Linked DNA regions of Sus scrofa: region 1 is linked to region 2. The links are chromatin contacts, called in public Hi-C maps. All regions are on one chromosome and are shown on one strand. Each heading gives the region's core, a stretch centred on a gene start, on an enhancer-like site or on the middle of the called end of the contact. The rest is flanking DNA. Distances are from core to core; before and after follow the strand shown.

What was found. Hi-C and Micro-C count contacts between places; a contact is called where the count stands out from the background.
Region 1: a contact with region 2 is called in a Hi-C map of embryonic fibroblasts, with 2.2 times the contacts expected there. The contact joins two enhancer-like sites.

Annotation. Positions count from the first base shown.
Region 1 is chr7:12,205,015-12,208,079 of Sscrofa11.1, reverse strand. The region is part of intron 1 of LOC106504328 (a long non-coding RNA gene); the gene reads right to left. Among named protein-coding and RNA genes, the nearest start is that of GMPR, 48 kb to the left of the region's middle. Within about 2 kb of position 1,774, at least 24 of the 83 cell types and tissues checked have an H3K27ac peak or open chromatin away from gene starts, as enhancers often do. A contact at or near this core is called in embryonic fibroblasts, where this site is marked.
Region 2 is chr7:11,584,710-11,587,746 of Sscrofa11.1, reverse strand. JARID2 (protein Jumonji) reads right to left here. Exons shown (of 19, transcript XM_021100205.1): 10 at 1,686-1,778. Among named protein-coding and RNA genes, the nearest start is that of DTNBP1, 130 kb to the left of the region's middle. Within about 2 kb of position 1,261, at least 51 of the 83 cell types and tissues checked have an H3K27ac peak or open chromatin away from gene starts, as enhancers often do. A contact at or near this core is called in embryonic fibroblasts, where this site is marked.

The DNA of each region.
Region 1 (3,065 bases), core at 525-3,024, 620 kb before region 2:
AGGAACCATGAGGTTGCGGGTTCGATCCCTGCCCTTGCTCAGTGGGTTAACGATCCGGCGTTGCCGTGAGCTGTGGTGTAGGTTGCAGACGCGGCTCAGATCCTGCGTTGCTGTGGCTCTGGCGTAGGCCGGTGGCTACAGCTCCGATTTAACCCCTAGCCTGGGAACCTCCATATGCCGTGGGAGCGGCCCAAGAAATAGCAACAACAAAAGACAAAAAGACAAAAAAAAAAAAAAAAAAAAAAAAAAAGAAGAAAAGAAAAGATAATTACATGTAATGAGTACAATTTTATGGGGAATTCATCTATTAATGAGATGTGTATTTCTTCCATTTAGTTCACATATCTTTTTCTTTCCCTTCTTTGGCTGCATTTGCGGCATATAGAAGCCCTCAGGCCAGGGATCGAATCCAAGTCACATCTGTGACCTATGTCACAGATGGAACAGCTGCAGTAACATGGGATCCTTAACCCGATGCACGGGGCCAGGGATTGAACCGGTAACACCCCGGAGACAAGCTGGGTTATTAACCCACAGTAGTATAGCAGGAAATCCTAGCTCATATACCTATGAATGAACATTTCTTTTGGAGCTCTCAGACACAGTTAAACATTAATTTATTTCTATTCTTTTATAATTAAGTGTAAACACTGAAAAACTAGCTCATATTAAATAGTGGGATTAGAACTGATATACTTATGTTAAAGCAAATTACTCATTTCCTTGATCCCAGAATTATATAAGAATCACAAGGGATTCCTCCTCCTCTTCCTCCTTCTCTCTCTCTCTGTTGCCCCTCCGCCCCATATGCCAGGTTCTCTCCAAAGCATATTACATGAATTATTTAACATGGTCCCTTAGCAACCCTATGAAGTATGGCCTTTTATTATTCCCATTTTACAAGTGAAGAAATTGAGAAGGAGAGTGAATCTCAAAGTCACAGGTTTAATAGGTGGTAGATGGTGAATTCAAAGCCAGGCATTCTGACCCCAGAGCCTACACTCCTAGCCAAGACCTATCACAGAAGACGGCATGAGAAAGTCCAATTGTTTCCCAGTGCTTGGAGCACATATTTGTTGGCCATTTCTCTAATGAGAGCGAAGACCCCAGAAATAGAAAAGCTTCATAAACATTCAAAATTTCATTCCACTTATCTTCAGTCTCCTGGAGATTTGCTACCCAGCAGCTCCTGAACAAAAGACCCCAGTTGCAAGGCCCGTGATTTTTAGAAAGCTGGTTGGAGAAATTGCCATGATGTGAGATCCTTTTGCAGTATTTTCAAGGATTGTCAGGCAATGGTTCTCACCCTTTCAGTCCCAGAAAAGTACAGACTGTCTCTGACTCTCCATCCTGGACCAGCCTCCCTTGCCCTATATCCAGAGCTTCAAATGCCCGAAGAGTTGGCCCGGCTCAGCCTCATCACCTTCTGCAGGGGTCTCCAGTCTTTGATTTCTGTGCCAGGGCACCGCTGAATGGTTGTTTGGTTAAGTCAACCTTGTGCTAGGACCTTGAGATGCTGGGTGGGTGTCGGCAGCATGTGTCTGTTTATTTTCATTAGACTCTGGTAGTTACATGACAGACACTGTTGATGTACTGGGGCCGCCCTTGCCTGCTGTTCAAGAAAATGGGGATTGGAGCTGTTGGCAGAGGTCCTGCGGGCATTAGAGAGGGAGGGGGTGAAGGGTGGTGGAGTCATGTTTGGAAGTGAGGGGAGCCAGTGGGAAAGCTTGCTTCTTGACTGTGCCCAAGTGGCCAATGAAATGATCCCAATTGTGTAACTGGCCGTCCAGGCCTGGCGTCTGGCTAGCAACAGCCCTGTACATCTGGCTACACTGCGCCCTGTCTCTGTGGCAGCTGATTTCAGGCTTCACGGCTATTACCCAGAGTCAGGAGTAATGTCTTTCATTCTGAGACGTCTAAACCCCCAACCACAGGCATGTTTTCCTCCAGGGCAGAGGGCAAATGCAATTACATCTGTGACCAATTTACACAGCTGGGAGCTCAGCCTCCTGACAGAAACATTTATTTGAGCTTCAAGTCTCCAGGGAGCTGGGGGACCAGACAGGAAGTGAGGTCCAGCAAGCCTTTGTTGCCCATGCTTGCTAGGCTGAGCCTTGAAAACAAAACACAACAGAGGATGTCAACAGTGGCTTTTATAAGCTAAAAATGAAACTGCTCTCTAGACCAACCAGGAGGGCTTTCAAGGCATAAAGAGGAATAAGAAGATTCAGATAAGACATGGCTGCCATGGACCCTGTACCCACATAGCATGTACAAGGCACGCAGGAGAGGTGGAAGGAGGTCCCTCCTGACTGTGGCGTCCCCAGCAAGTCACCTCCCTCAGGAATGCTAGGATATGAGAGAAGTGCCCATGGGCTTTTGAAGGATCTGAGACATTGTTTGGGACTGGGAAAAATAAAATATATATATATATATAAAATATATATTTTCCCAAAAATTAAAAAAAAGAAATTGCCAAAGTGAAAAACACTTGTCTGTAAAGATTGGTATTATTATATTCAGGTCATTTATTTTTAAATATATCTTTCAAATCTATAAATTAATAAGAGGTTGTTGGGTTAGATTTTTCTCACTTTACAATAATTCCTAAGCTCAATAATCACTGAGACATTATTGCTAATTAGAAGTGAGGTGTTATCCACAGATGATGTTTACAGCAAAATGATGAACATCTTGTTCATTTCTTGAATAAAAATCAAATATTTTGAGTTAGTGCATTTTACCATGTTTGATACACAATGTGGGATGGGGCCTACAAAGCTCTTACAATATCCTTGAACTTGCCCCTGTCTAGCCTTTAGTTATCCTCTCAGTAACACGAGGCTATAGAACGGATGATCAGTGAGGTCCTTTTCGGCTTTGAAAATTGCTAGGTTTGCCCAAGGAGGAACACGCAAGGCCTCGTTGGTAAAGCATAAGAGATTCATTAGGGCATCAGGGGGCACGGGCTGAGCTCAAGACGGCACCACCCCTGACTGTGAGGAGGCGCCAGGCTGAGAGAGGATCTGCGGCGGGCACCTGTGGCTGGAGTTCAGGGCGGGAAC
Region 2 (3,037 bases), core at 12-2,511:
GAGGCTCCTCCAGGAGCGCCAGGCGTCGGCCCCCACCCTGCTGTGCGGCTCCTACGGAGAGGGACAAGCCTGGGGGTGGCCAGAGGCCCCTCGTTGAGAAGAAAAGTGACAGCATCATAGGCATGGGTCTCTGAAAAGGACATCCTTACAGATAAGGGACAGGGGAGCAGTCCGAGGGGACAGGGCCAGGCCAGCCCTACGGACCGTCTGCCGAGACTCACGCCACCTCTGCGGGGAGGAAGGGCACCATCGCTAGGTGGGGGCAGCGCAGCTGGTGACCCCGGGCCAAGGACAGGCCCAGCTCTCTGCAGGACCCAGAAGTTCGCCAGACGAAGACCAAAAGTTTGGATTTTAGCAAACCTTCCCTTTGTGTTTAAATACTATGCAACCGCTAAAGCAAAACCCAGACTTTTAAGGAAAATTAATTCTCAAGCAGGAAACTAAAGCAGGCCAAACTTTCTTCACAGCAAGCAAAGTAACAACCCTGCACCTCTGGAGACTCCGACAAAGACGTGTGCTAGAAAGGGTAGGACAAAGGTCCCGTTTTCAGCTCGGAGGTTCAGCCCCCGAGAGTCACGTTCCTTTCCTCTGACGTTTCCCCCACAAATGGCGCGAGCGCTCCAGAAGCAACTGTCGTGGCCACACGTGTTCCAGAATCAGAGCCCTGTGGATATCAGGGTTGATGGAACGTGGCTTTGGCAGGGTCAAAACTGGCGGACAGGGTGGGGGTCAGGCCACTGCATGCTGTCCACAGATACAGCCCAGGGTACAGAGCTCGGGCAGGCCATGCCCACCAGCAGAGACCTGAAGCCTGAGAAGAACGACAAGGGGGCTAAAATCAAACTCGCGCCCCGCCAACCTGGGAACCAGACCTGGCACTAGAGTGGGCCCTCCTGGGCTACCAATGGCCACCGTCGGAGGTGGGGGTCCACATGACACAGACAGAGGGCAGGGGGACCGGGACCAGGCAACCTGGACTGAGTCCAGAAAACCCAGTCCCAGGAAACCCGGTCAGATCAGGGCCTGGGCCCTGTGGAGGTCAGCTCGGGGTTTACCTGGAGGATGAGGCATAGCTCCTCGGAGATGACAGGGCCTGAAAGCAGCTGCACACCACAAAAGCCAAGGCTGCGGCCCCCTCTCCCCTCTCCCTGCGGGAGTGGTGGGAGGAGCCGTCTCTCCCTGGACAGGCCCCCCTCCGACGGCATCGGGGAGCCTCTGGCCATGTGGCTGGGAGCTGCCGGGGGATGTAAACAAACAGACCGGGGCCCTGGCCCTCTGTCGAGCCTCACACAGCCCCTAATTGGGCTCTGCAACCTCACGCTAACTCCAAGAGGAGAGCTGGCAGGAGCACAAAAATGGCAACCTGCCAATCCCATTACATAAAAAATAGGAGAGGAAAAAGCACAACTGTGGTTCCAAGGGATTGCAAACATTCTCTTGCGTAACAGGCTCCCGGGCCCGGGGTGAGAAGGGGCGAGAGAGGGCGGCGGCTGGGCAGGCCCGCGCCGGGAGCGCCCCGCTGGCTGCGGCCTCTGGTCGGGCGAGGCGGGGACAAGCCGGAGGTGTGGGGGGGGCGGGGGGGCCCTCCCTTGATTATTCCTTTTCGGAACCTCGACAGCTCGGATGGGCAGGGGTGAAAACCAGGACAGCGGGGCGGGCCGCCCACGCCCCCCGGCCGCACTCACCTCGATCTCCGCGGGGGCCGGCTCCTTGCTGAAGCACATGTTCATGATATTTCTAGCTGTTCGGTAAAAAGTCGTTAAAGAAACAGATCTTCCCTGAAAAGAAAGCAGAAATGAGGTTGCGCTTAAGAAAGAGAGCGGAGGCGGGACCCCACAGCCAGCCAGCCGCCAGGTGTCCCTGTCCTATCGCCGTGACCGCGGGCCAGAGCGCGGAGCGGACCCCAGCGGAGCCGGGGGAAGGCTGCCTCTGAGAAGGACCGCCAGTGCCGTCCAAGGAGCCGGGGCCCAGCAGAGATACTCGGGGTGACTCCCACAGCCGCCCTGACGGCCGGCACGCCGAATGAGCAGCCTGGCCCCATGGGCCTGCAGGGGACAGGAGCCAGCCCTGTCCTCCCGCAGGCCCTCAGCTTACTGTCGCCCCTGATCAGGAGCCTTATGTCACCCCGGGGCACACACTGTTTTCGAGGCAGTCCCGGGAGGTGCCCAGCCTCCCCACCTTCGTGCCCCACGATGGTGGAAGTAGCTGCTGAGGGCCTACTGTGTACCAGGGACAGCTCTGCAGAGAGGGCAGCACACCCCCTAAGAGCCGGGTGGGGGTACTAGGGACCAGGAACCAGAAGCCGGGGGCAGGGCTGCAAGGCAGGTGGCCTTCATCCGAGGGGGTCAGGGAAGGCGTCCCTAATGAGGAGACCCTGGAGAAGCCCCAGGCTGGGGGCAGATCCTGTGCCATCTTCTTGCCTTTGGAGGGCCAGTCAGAACCAGCAGCTCACAGCCTCTGCCCTTGGCGTAGGCGCTCCAGCTCTGTTACGGGTTCTGACTAAAAGAGAAACTTGCATACAGCTCCAAACTGCTCCTGATGTGCTTGCTACCCCTTACAAAAAACCCTGTGATGACCGTGAGGGACCAGATTTTCTGTCAATGAAAACAGAGTTTTTGTTCCCAGGCTCAGAACCTGGAGAGCCTCAAACTCCTCACGGCCACCAGCCGTCACCAAAACAGCCCAATTCAATTAGATTTTCATGATGGGAACCAAAATTATTTACAAAGCACGTCTTAAAAAACAAAAACAAAAAAAAAACACCTTACTGGTAAAACTGCCCTTAAAGCAAATGTAACAAACTAACAAAAAGAGAGTAAGTAACTCATTTCAGGAGCTGGCCTTTTGAAATCACAGGATTTAACAAGCAGCTTCATTTCAGGATAAACTCTCGAGCAAACATTCAGGCAACACCCCAAAAGTGCTCCTGCCGCCCTCCTGCTGCCTCCAGAAGCCACCTGGGGGGCCAGTCTCTGCCCCCTCCCAGCCCGGAGAGGGGCAGTTCTGCTGACACAGAGCCAGGCTGCCAAGCGGGAGT